3 separate regions of the Mus musculus genome follow, and regions 2 and 3 are each linked to region 1. The links are chromatin contacts, called in public ChIA-PET and HiChIP or PLAC-seq maps. All regions are on one chromosome and are shown on one strand. The core of a region is the stretch at or near the end of the contact, and the rest is flanking DNA. Distances in the headings are between cores, read along the strand shown. Region 1 has its middle 6.7 kb from the start of Gm32018. Region 2 overlaps Slc9a9 (solute carrier family 9 (sodium/hydrogen exchanger), member 9). Region 3 overlaps Slc9a9 (solute carrier family 9 (sodium/hydrogen exchanger), member 9).

Evidence for each region. ChIA-PET counts read pairs in DNA pulled down with a chosen protein or histone mark. HiChIP or PLAC-seq counts read pairs in DNA pulled down with a chosen protein or histone mark.
Region 2: a contact with region 1 is called in an H3K27ac HiChIP or PLAC-seq map of regulatory T cell precursor, with 9 times the contacts expected there. The contact joins two enhancer-like sites. A contact is called at or near these places in 1 of 15 datasets of contacts at CTCF or cohesin (CD8 T cells) and 5 of 115 datasets of contacts at active chromatin or transcription factors (CD8 T cells, embryonic stem cells, large pre-B cells and 2 more).
Region 3: a contact with region 1 is called in an RNA polymerase II ChIA-PET map of memory CD8 T cells, with 6 read pairs. The contact joins two enhancer-like sites. A contact is called at or near these places in 1 of 484 Hi-C or Micro-C datasets (nephron progenitors) and 1 of 115 datasets of contacts at active chromatin or transcription factors (memory CD8 T cells).

The regions. Positions count from the first base shown.
Region 1 is chr9:95,315,354-95,319,122 of GRCm38.p6, reverse strand. No RefSeq gene overlaps it. Among named protein-coding and RNA genes, the nearest start is that of Gm32018, 6.7 kb to the right of the region's middle. Within about 2 kb of position 2,177, at least 32 of the 459 cell types and tissues checked have an H3K27ac peak or open chromatin away from gene starts, as enhancers often do. A contact at or near this core is called in CD8 T cells, memory CD8 T cells and regulatory T cell precursor, where this site is marked.
Region 2 is chr9:94,944,084-94,947,852 of GRCm38.p6, reverse strand. The region is part of intron 8 of Slc9a9 (solute carrier family 9 (sodium/hydrogen exchanger), member 9); the gene reads right to left. Among named protein-coding and RNA genes, the nearest start is that of Mir7656, 190 kb to the right of the region's middle. Within about 2 kb of position 2,087, at least 24 of the 459 cell types and tissues checked have an H3K27ac peak or open chromatin away from gene starts, as enhancers often do. A contact at or near this core is called in CD8 T cells, memory CD8 T cells and regulatory T cell precursor, where this site is marked.
Region 3 is chr9:94,991,920-94,995,688 of GRCm38.p6, reverse strand. All of the region lies in intron 9 of Slc9a9 (solute carrier family 9 (sodium/hydrogen exchanger), member 9), which reads right to left. Among named protein-coding and RNA genes, the nearest start is that of Mir7656, 240 kb to the right of the region's middle. Within about 2 kb of position 1,903, at least 23 of the 459 cell types and tissues checked have an H3K27ac peak or open chromatin away from gene starts, as enhancers often do. A contact at or near this core is called in memory CD8 T cells, where this site is marked.

The DNA.
Region 1 (3,769 bases), core at 928-3,427:
CCCTGAGCGTTTATAGATGCTTCACAGTCCTGCTCACGCTTGCCTACAAATTTCACACAGTTATTTTTGTCCTCGCTCCCACCTTCTAGGTATCTGGAATGTCTAGAACTACAGCCGTCACTAGAAAGGCTACATTAGTCCCATAGCAAGTCCTGCTCAGGACCGTGGTGACTTGCTCCCTCCTTGGCTCTGTCCATTCCATGACAGCCACAGGCCATTCACCATCTCGTTCAGTGTTTGTAGTGTTTCAGTGTTCTCTGCATGGCAGAACCTCGGCCACCTCCTTCTAAAGATGGGAGAATAAGTAAGGGTGGGCACTCTGTCTTTTTTTTTCAACCCAGAGACCCCCCATTCAACCTTATCAGTCTTTTTGATTACTTGCCTTCCCAATGATGATTTGAATACTGTTAAATTTAATTAAAAATAAAACAACAGGTATCATTTTATTATAGATTCCAGCCCTGGGTATCCAGGGTCATGGGCCTCCTTCCTCATGACAGGACAGTTACAGACAAGGCCATCATCTGATAGGTCTAGGGGGTGAGCCATGGAACCAAGCAAGATTATGGAGCCCCAGGGTCTACTGCTGTTACATCTGCTAGGTTTTGGACTTATATGGGGGTGATACCCTTTTCTCTGTTGAATTTCCCCTTTTGGAATGAAAATGTCGAGCCTCTGCTTATCCTGTTATTGAGTTCAGGAAGTGTGTTACAGGCTCACAGCTGGAGAGAGTTTTGCTTTTGCATGAATCACACCTTGGGTCTCATCCACATCTAATTTAGATGCCATTTAGACGAGAGTCTTTGGCCTTTAGAGTTTAGAGTTGATGCTGGAATAAATTAAGGCTCTTGGAACTGTTAAGGTGGGATGAATGCACTTTACAGTGAAGAAAGACATGGATTTTGGGGGGTCAGGAGCAGAAGGCTTTAGTCTGAATGTTTGAGTTTACCAATTTCATATGTTGAAATCCTAACTTCCGTGCGATGCAGAAGGAGATGGAGGTTTGGGGAGGTGATCAGGCTATGAGGGTGGAGCCTTTGTGTGCAGAATTAGCATCCTTATAAAAGAAGCTCCCAGAGCCCTCTTTGGAGAGGGGACAGCACAGAGATGGCCACCTTCCAACCAGCAAGAGGACTTTCACCAGAACAAAATCTGCCAGTGCCTTGATGTAGATTTCCCAGTCTCCAAGGAGAATTAAGAAATGGATATTGGCTTCCAGCCAATGACATTTGTTAACAAAGCCCATGTTATGTCTCACAGCGATCCCCTCTTTGTGCTAAGCCTAGGGTCGAGCAGTTTGCACGCCCTGTCTCCTTTAATTATTGTTCTTACTTATTGGTTTTTGATACAGGGTCTCACTATGTAGCTCTTGAGGGCCTCAGACTTACAGAAATTCTCCTGTCTCTGCCTTCTGAGTGCTGGGATTAAACATGTGCTCTACCATACCAGGTCTTCACTAGTTTTTGACATTGACCAATCCCTGGGGGTGGCCTTGTTAGTTTTCCTTGTTTACTGTCAGTATTCCTGAGAGCTGGATGTTCATCTAACTTATAGCTATCCCCCAGTGTCAGAAATGGAGAGCAGCACAATGTATGGGAGCAGCAGGTACTTTTTAAAGTCAATCATCTTACCTTATCCATTCGTGATGAAAACATTCTCATCTTTATTTTACTTTGTTTGTCTGAACAAATATGTCAGAGCAAATCAGAGTTCTCCAAGCTGCAGAGTTAAGATTTGAACTTGACTCTCTGGGTTTACTAAGATGAGGAATATGTAGGTAGTTCCCTTCTGGGACGTTAGCTATAATCCATTTGTTTATCTTCTTCTTTTGATTATCAAGATTGGGGCTCAGAATTGGGCAGACGTGGGCTTAAAATGTTGAGCATGCCATTTATATATTGTTTGACCTAGAGCAGCTTGCTTACCCTCTCTGAATCTGGTTTGTTGTTGGTGTCTGTCTATGGCAATAAAATGATGATTCATCACAGGGCTATTGAGGGTTAGGGGAACACAGTGCATCCCAGTGATCAGGAAATGCCTCATTTTAGATGCCCGTTTTAGGAGATCTAGGATTCCCGTGATACAGTGAGTGCTATCAACACACACTTCCTGTCTAGACTTCTTACTGCTGCTCTATAATCAAATGCCATACCCCCTGTGGATACAACCCACAGAAACGCATTCTGGAGACAGGATGTGTGACATCAGGGTACTGGTGTAGGTGGGTTCTGCTGCGGATCTCTTCAGAGAGGCACCCGATAATTTCTTGCTTTGTCGTCATGTGGTAGAAGCAAGAGCGCCTCGGTGGTTTTTTTGAGAGGAGCAAGGATTTCACTCCAAGCTCTGCTGCTCTTGGCTTCCTCATCTCCTGGAGGACCAGTCCTAATGCCACCACCTGGGGCTCTTATGAATAGGGCGGGGCATAGACAGTCAGTCCACACACTGCTCTACCATCTAGAGGTAATTAAAGAAAGGAATGTCTGAGCTTAAGCAGTGAGGGTGGGAGAGGAGGAAAAGAGTGGATGCAAACACCAAAGACATTGATTTTTGACCTTATAGTCTTCTTGGGGTCCGTGCTTTTCAGGGAAACAGCTATGTATATATTCAAAAGAGTTCCAAGGTTCACAGTGCTCATACCTGGCCTGGAATCTGGAATCTGTAGCATTGCTGTTTGATCTCATCCTTCCCTACCCCCTCTCCCTGCTAACTTCCATAGGGTTTCTCTGTGTAATAGCCCTGGATGTCTTGAAACTTACTTTGTAGATTGGGTTGGCCTGGCCCCCAACTCACAGAGATCTGCCTACCTCTCCCTCCTGAATGCTGGTATTAAAGACATTTGCCACCATGCCTGGCTACCTTTTAGATTCTTACTGAGTGAGAATTCAGCTACTAATGGATGTCACCTCTATTTTTGACTATCATGAGTCTCTCGTAGACAATGCTGGTTTTAAAACTTGATGCTTTCCTTGGGAGCTTCTGGCACAAACCTTTTCTGGTAGACCATGTCTGGCACATGTGTGTTTTAAACACTTGAAGTGAGGTTGGTTCAGGCCATGATGGGTTTGGCTGCCGGTGCTCCCCGAATTCTGGATGTTTGGCTTGGAAAACAGAGACACACAATGGTTACTTAAAGATGGCTGAGTGTAGAAATGAGAATTTCTAGAACATATTGGGCTAAACAAACTATATTGTTAGAATTTGTCTTCTATTGATTTTTTTAAACTTTCTTTTGTCATTTTGTAAGACAGGGTTTCACTTTACTGACCTAAAACTTGCTCTGTAGACCAGGCTGGCCACAAACTCACAGAGATCCTCCTGCCTCTGCCTCCTGGGTGTGGGGATTAAAGGTGTGCACCACTCCACCTGGCTGCTTTTGACTTTCCAACTATGGCCTCTAGAAAATGCAGCTTTCCATGTCGTACTGCTTAAACTCCACTCCTATGTGGCACAGCCCTGGGACACAGATGCCTGAGGTCATCTGCTGTGACTGGAAAGCCCATTGCCTTAAAACTGGCTCAGAATTTGAGTTGGATATTATCTCTCTCTCTCTCACACAGTGACACACATACACACAGACACAGATACACATAGACACACAGACACACAAACACACACACACACACACACACACACACACACACACACACATACACACACACCCCTTAGGAAATGCAGAGCTTTGTTCATGGCACTTTCTGGAGAAAACACAGTAGATCTGAGGAGATCAAAAAATGGCTTAAGAGTGTGAGCAGGAAGCTAGAGATGTTTG
Region 2 (3,769 bases), core at 838-3,337, 370 kb after region 1:
TGAAGTCAAGAGTAGTGTTGAGCCAAGAGGGGCTAGACAGGTTTGTTTTTAAAAAAACAGTCAAATTAAGACCCTCACTGCAATTTGCTTTAGTTACAGAGCAACATAAATATGATATCCCAGTCCAGTCATACAATATGCCAGATGCAAGCCAAATGGAACACATTCATTTCTAAGTGGAAAGCTTTCTTTAGAACTTTTCAACCCCTTTTCGCCAGTCTGTGAGATGGTAAGGATGAGAAGCAACAAGCCCAATCACAGAGATCAAGCGAAATCTTAATGTGTCAGGAAAAGTTGCTGCAGGGGAGATCTATTTTCTTGGTTTATTGTGAAAGAGAAGAGACTTCCCCCAGGTTCCCTCTTCACGCCACAAAAGCCTTTCAGGAACTGACCTGACATCTGTCACCTCTTCCTCACCAGGCAGCGTAATTAGGGCCTGAGACTGCAGACCAACTAGGACATGCGGGTGACAGGACAGATATGGCTTCACTGTTGGGCTCCTTGGATGTGCCGAGAGCATCTTCGTTGCACCCCTTGGTGCTCTCTCAGTGGATGGACCAGATCAAGACTAGCATTAACCTTTGCATGGTTGTTTACCTATGTATCTGTCCCGGAACCTTTACTCTCTAGGCTCAGACTTCAAAGTCCCTCGGTTTTGTTTAGCAATCAAAGCTGGTTTCCTTCATATTTTACAAGTTTATTTTCTTAGAAACCATTCTAAGCTGAATAAATAGTGTGCTATATTGTTTAAATTGTGTGTGAGAGAGCAAGGTATGCCAATGCCCTCCCTCCTTTCTCCATGGCTATAAAATAGGCCCTGGGAATCTAAAACTGGAAGTTGAATTTCTTTTAGCTGAGCCTAGGAGCAGGGAATCATTAGACACCGTGTCAGTGTGGCCATTAGAAATCACTCACGTTGGTATTTAATGACAGTCCTGAAAGTTTGCTTCTGGCAAAAACTGGACCCCCAAAGTCTCAGCTGGGAAAGAGATTATAAAAATAAATTTTCAAATCACCTTTCCAGCTGTGCTTTTTGGTTATCTTCATAAACTGAACATCAGCTCCTATGACAGGATTCAATTTCATTAGGGATTATGCTATACATAATGCTGCTGAATTATTTTCAATATTCAATCTAAAATAATGGCTTAGTAACCTAATGACTTTTAGAAAGTAGGTCCCTGCATGGGGAAGACCTCTACTGATCAGAAGACAGGAACACAGGTATACCAGAAATCTCTTGGAGAGAACATGTCTGGGTCTGCCATTTCCTCAAAAGTCACATTCAGTATGTGGACAGAGTCTCTCCCTGGAAACTAATGAAACCCTTTTGCTCTAGCAGTGAAGAGATAAGAGCCAATTAAAAGAATGGCTTGTCCCAGTTCCTGTGAGTCAGCTGAAGAGCCCGAAGACAGTGGCTGCTCCCTCCACAGCTGGCTATGAAAGCCAGACACACATAGCCTCACAAATTCTTCCTTGCTGGGCTCTTCTCGCTGTGATGTGGAGAATCCCCACTGCCCATCTCAATGTGTGCACTCTCCTCTCCTCAGAAGGCTTTTCACATTTGCACTTTATACCTGTCCAGTCTTCCTAAGTAAGATTCCCCAACTGCACGTGTTGTGGTATTTCCAGTAGCATCAAACTTCCAAGGAACAGAAATGCCAGCCTTCATTTGCATGTCTAAACGCCACTTGTCCCCTATAAAACCAAGTTCTTCTGTGTGACTATTGAATGCTCGCAGGTGGTTTCCAAGAGACCCGAGATGAGGTTGTGGCAGACATTGAAGTGGCAAAAAAAAAAAAAAAAAAAAAAAATCAAAGGGAAAGATGGTGGAAATAAATCAAATGATCATCATCAAATTAGTAACACCTGAAGAGAATGTTGGAGACATGGAAGTGAGAAAGCCCCTTCCCCCTGGAGGGCTTGTGATGATTCTAATACGAAGCTGAAATGACAAGGATCATGCGCACCATGCAAACTATCTATAAAAAGCTTGATTTTTGTTTGTTGGTTTGTCTCTTAAGTATGCACCTGGCATAAGACGGCCCCAAGTACTCTTGACTCAAGGCTGTGGGGCCTTTGAACCTCATTTCCTTCCTGGTCTGTCATCAACTTGTGGGTGGCTTGTAGATCATTATTTCCTTGATCCTGTTTAGGCTTCTTTGTGAGCAATCAAAACAGACCCTGGCTACTTTCACCAGAGGGAATTTATTGGACGGATACACGGTAAGTCTCAGGGGAGAAAATGTACCAAACCATTACTAGAGTTTCATTGGCAGGAAGGAATAGAATGAGGTTCTGCTATTGCAAAGGACAGGTACCAGAACTTATACATCTCCCTATCTCTCTCCTAAAGATTTGCATCCCAGGAAAAGGGTTTGGTGGACCTGACTGCAGAAGCTGCCAATTATTTTTGTAAGGGAGGGTGAAACACCTTGCTTAAGACTCTGTTATCCAATGGAGTGGTGTGTGTGTGTGTGTGTGTGTGTGTGTGTGTGATTTCTTAAATTACATTGATATATTGCTATCATTGGAAGTGAGCATGGGTGGTAATCAGATGTACTAGCATATGACTCCTACATTCCTCTACTCTAGACTAGGTTGTTTTCCTATCCACATGTCTTAATTTTTAGCTTAGCACATATGGAAACCAAATTACAGGTTAATGAAATACATGATGATTATTAACTTGGTCTATGGATCTGTTCTGGGATAGCCTGACCAGTAGCCAGAAAGGAACTCTAGGAATTCTGTCAGGTACAGAGGAACTTCCTACTCTATCATGGAGCCGGGGATGCACAGTAGAGAAATTTGCTTCTCCGATGAGCTATACTGACTTATTCAAAGTTTCAAAAGGCTTGGGAGAATCAGTATGTAGACTGAAGACCTGATTTCAGTGCCTCAGAATCCAGATCTTTTAAAAAAGACCAAAACAAAAGAAAACAAAACAAAACTGAGGACAGCAGCATCCTGTAATCCTTGTACTGAGGAGGTAGAGACAGGAGAACCCATGGGACTTGGTGGTCAGCCAGTGTAGTCAAGTAGGTAAGTTGTAGATTCAGTGAGATTGAATTAAAGAGATTGAAGAAGACACCGGATATAGATCTCTGACCCAAGTATTTGTGTGTACATGTACACACACACACACACACACACACACACATCCCAAAAGATACAGGCTGAGTGCCTTTGATGCTTCAATCGTGACTTTGTGGACCTTGTAGCCTATTGCAACATCTGTCCTTTAACCTATGTATCAGGTCAGTACTGTGTTTCAGAACCACAAAGAGTAAATGAAGTAAGAGAGTGAGATCTAGATGTGTATGGACAAGCAAGTCCCCATCCCTTGTAGAACACCACAATATAAAATAGCTAAAGAGATACTTAAAAAGTAATTTGTAAGTCTAGTATGAAGATAATCATAAAAATTTACTAAGGGCCGTAAAAAGACTTAAATAAATAGAGATATAATTCTCAAATTATTTTCTGTTTGAAACAACATCATTTTCAATTCATTTAGAATTATAAAACTATGAATACTACAGATAGCAGAGGGCCTTTTAAAATGAGGCGTAGATGTAGGAGATTGATCTATTGGAGATATACTTTTATATACCTATATTAATTTTTGAGATTTATTTTTATTTTATGTATATGGTGTTTTGCCTCTGAAGGCACATTTTTCTGTGTACCACATGCTTGCAGCATCTATGGAAGCTAGAAGAGGACATTGGATCCTCGGGAGTTGGAGTTACAGATGGTTGTTAGC
Region 3 (3,769 bases), core at 654-3,153, 320 kb after region 1:
ACACACACACACACACACATATATACATACACATACATATATACACACACACACACACACACATATTTTCATTTGTTAAGGTGGAAAATTATACCTATAATGCACTAGGTCAGAGCCCCTAGGATAGAGCTAGACTGGCTAGTTCTTTCTAAACACTAATAAATACAGCTCGGTATTATTTTGTTCAAAACCTTCATATGTACATCTGTGAGATTGGCATATATGGTTCATTTTCACTGCTGATTGTGATTAGGCTCAGCTGTCAATTTGATAACATCTAGGATCATCTGGGAGACAGACCTCTGACTGTGCCAGTTACAGATTATCTTGACTATTTTAGTTGAGGTGGGAAATCCACCCCTGTGGGTGGCACCTTTCCCTGCCTGGGATTCTGAACTGCACACATAAAGAAGGAGAGCTGAGCAGCCATGCACATCTATCCCTCCCTGCTTCCTGACTGCAGATGCTGCATGGCCAGCTGCTTTAAGCTGCTTCCTGCCGACATGACGTCACTGCCATCCTGGACTGAATCCCTGAATTTTGAGTCAGAATAAATGGAGTTCGTCCATCACAGCACCAAGAAAAGAAACTAAGACACTGATGCTGACAGGTTTGATCTCTGGTGTATTGTACCATCTCTGTGATGATAACAGTGGGTGCATTCCTGCCTTGTCTTTGCTTTTGAAAGATGTTTATAAAATTAAACTCACCCAAGAAAACAAGCAGCTTGGCTGTGTTTCTGGTGGACGGATGTTTTAGTTCCCGCTTCAATTTCCTTTCTTCTTCTTTTTAGCTAGCTTGCAGAGCTTATGTTTCTAGAAAATTATCCATTTCATCTAAACTTTCAGATTTGCTTGCATAGTGTTTTCACGAGCTCCTTGTCTTTTTTATCTCCACGGAGCCTCTGCCATGGACCTCATTTACTTTTATGGGTATGTTGACTTTTCACTCTTTCTCTTTGACTCACTAGAACGGTCTGTCTCCTTGGCTTTGTCAAGGGAACAACTTTGACCTCACTGCTCTTCTCCATTGCTGTTTTATCTTATATTTCTTTTATTTCTGCTTTTATCTTCCTTTTCTTTTTGCTGAGTTCTGCATTCTTTAGGTTTGTACAGAGAGCCTTTTCCTAACCTCTCACACTGGTACCTTACCTCATTAAAGTTAAATCTTTTGTGGTTTCTAATATAAACACTTAGGGATATGAATGCTTAATTTCAATTAAGTGCTACATTTAATTAGTTACATTTAGAAAATTTTGGTGTGCAACTTTTTATTTTATTTCTTTTATAAAATTACTTACAATTAAACAAGCACTGTGAAAATGTCTCCTTTAAGAGTTATCTTTTACTGTTGTTAATAGAGCCTTCTTAGTAGCCATTTTTATATATTTCTAACCATATAAGATCTCTTCCTCTAAAAAGATATATTTAATAAAAACAGTACCATTTTGAGTTTCCAAAAATGTTACTATCTTGAAATATACTAAAGAAAATTTTTACCTATGACTCATTTCAACTGATTCTATGACATTTTCTAACAATATAGCTCATCACGTCCCTGCAGGAGTCCAGCCCTGTCGGAGGAGTTCAAAATCCAAAGGAAGATGCATGGCATAGAGAAAAGAAGACTTGGATCAAGAAGTGCAGCTCATATGCTCTGGCACTGAGACAACTCAGGACACCTTTATTTATACACCTATTTCTCAGAGCTGAAAGGTTTACCTTCATTTTCCCTTTTTCTTGTGTACAATCCCTTTTAAGAACTTCCTACATCTAACACTAATGTGCACACTGTATTCTCCTCTTCCTTCTCCTCCTCAAACTCTGTGGTTTCCTGCTAACCCATGAACTGTATCAAGAAAGGAAATAGAGCTTCAACAAACAATTGATATCTAACCCAGCACACTGGCACATAACCCAGTGACTGTGGTTTGTAGCGATTGTGGTTACAGTATAGAGAAGTGATATATTATATACCCAGGAAATTCTGATTTAACTGTTGTCACTTAGCATCTCTCCATATCTTAATCAGGAGACCTGGTTCTTCTAATGCCCAGTGAGCTCAGCAAATTACTATGCCGAGTCAGTTCCTTCTCCTTACTTGGCTCGCCTCCGAATGTTCCTATTAGGTCTTGGAATCAATGATTCAGCAAGAACTTTCGAACCTTTTGATAGTCATCTAGTCTTTATTTAGAGCAAGTCAATGGTAAGATTGTTGTTAGAACTAAGTTCCAGTAGGAAGGAAACATCCAGATGTTAGCTGATGTACTCAGACTAAAGTCTTTCATTGGCTCAGCCGCAACACCATTATTAACAAACAGAGTAGTGTGATGTTCCGTTTCCATGATCCTCAGAGACAAACAAGAATAAGTCATAGTCCAAGCTTTCTTTTTTCTGGTTCCGAGGAAACGTCTGTCACAGACAAAATGAAAGCCAAGAGTCCTGATAGCAAAATCAAGAATGCAAACACAAGGCAAAAGTGAACCAAGCATTTCCTCAGGAAAGACCAGAAGATTCCGCATGAATATTCCCACAGGTCCTTGCCATGTGAAGACCCTGCTCCTCAGGCCTCATCATAAGGAGATCCATCTGCGTTACACTAGGGTACCATTCCCAGAAGAGGCTTGCTCACCACCACGTCCATATCCACGTGTACTCGCTGTTTCCCTGAAATTCTACTAATACATAGTATGATCAACTTTAAGTTTTTTCAGTCTTGGGGACATTATTATTGTTTAGCTTATAGTTTGTAATTAGCAATGAGGTTGAACCATCTCTAATCTTTACAAGCCAGTTGGTTTCTTTAAGTATTTTCTTCTATTCCTTTGAGATTTTCATCCAAAATTAGTTCCTATTGACTGAATAGCCATTATGGAACAATTATAAACAATTACGGGACCACAAGGCAAGAATAAATGACACTGTAAATATTTACGTGTGTCTCGCATGGCTGAAGCAAAGCAACCGAAGAGGGTTCCAGAGGGAAGGGAAATAGAGCTTCCGTTGTACCCTAACCCCTTAAAAGAAGAAAAGAATTTAGCTGAGTTGAGGGAAGGGGACTAGGTTTTAAAAACAAAAATTGCCCCAAAGATGCTTCAAAAGGCAAGGAGGGGGGAATAAATCATTGAGCACGCTAAGTACTATCACGAGAATGTAGGGCAATGTTCAGAACTGATACAAGAATGGCTAGGATGGCAAGAAGAGCTTGCAATACCTATGCATCCGAGAAACTAGCCTCCAGAACTGGAGGCATCAGCAGCACAAACTCAAATGACATAAGGTGGTGTGGCTTTTTGTCTTTGCCAGATTTTCAATGGAACCTTTGCTAAGTTTTCTGAGGCTTCAGTTGACACACCGCAGACCACGGGATCATGTGGCACGTAAAGGGACCACAACCTAAAGGAAGAAATGAACTAATCTACAAGGGCAGTTATCGCAAAATCAATAAGAAGTGAATTGCTTTAGCAAATCACTCTGATTGGTCAGTCGTGAGGAAAATATGGTGTCCTTTGGATGGGGAATTGGATTAACAACATTTACACTGTTGGGGAAAACTTCTGAGAAACAAACATGAGGAAGAATGACATTAAAAACAAAAACAAATCCCTGTTTTGAAGAAGGTAGAGATCCTGGCAATGGTAAAGACAGAATCAACAGGATAATTAAAGGGATGAACTCAGGTAGTATTTTTGTAAGCATGACAATTAACAAATATTGACTGTGCTCGTAAATAAAACCAGAACAAAAAAGGCAAACAACACAATACTTGC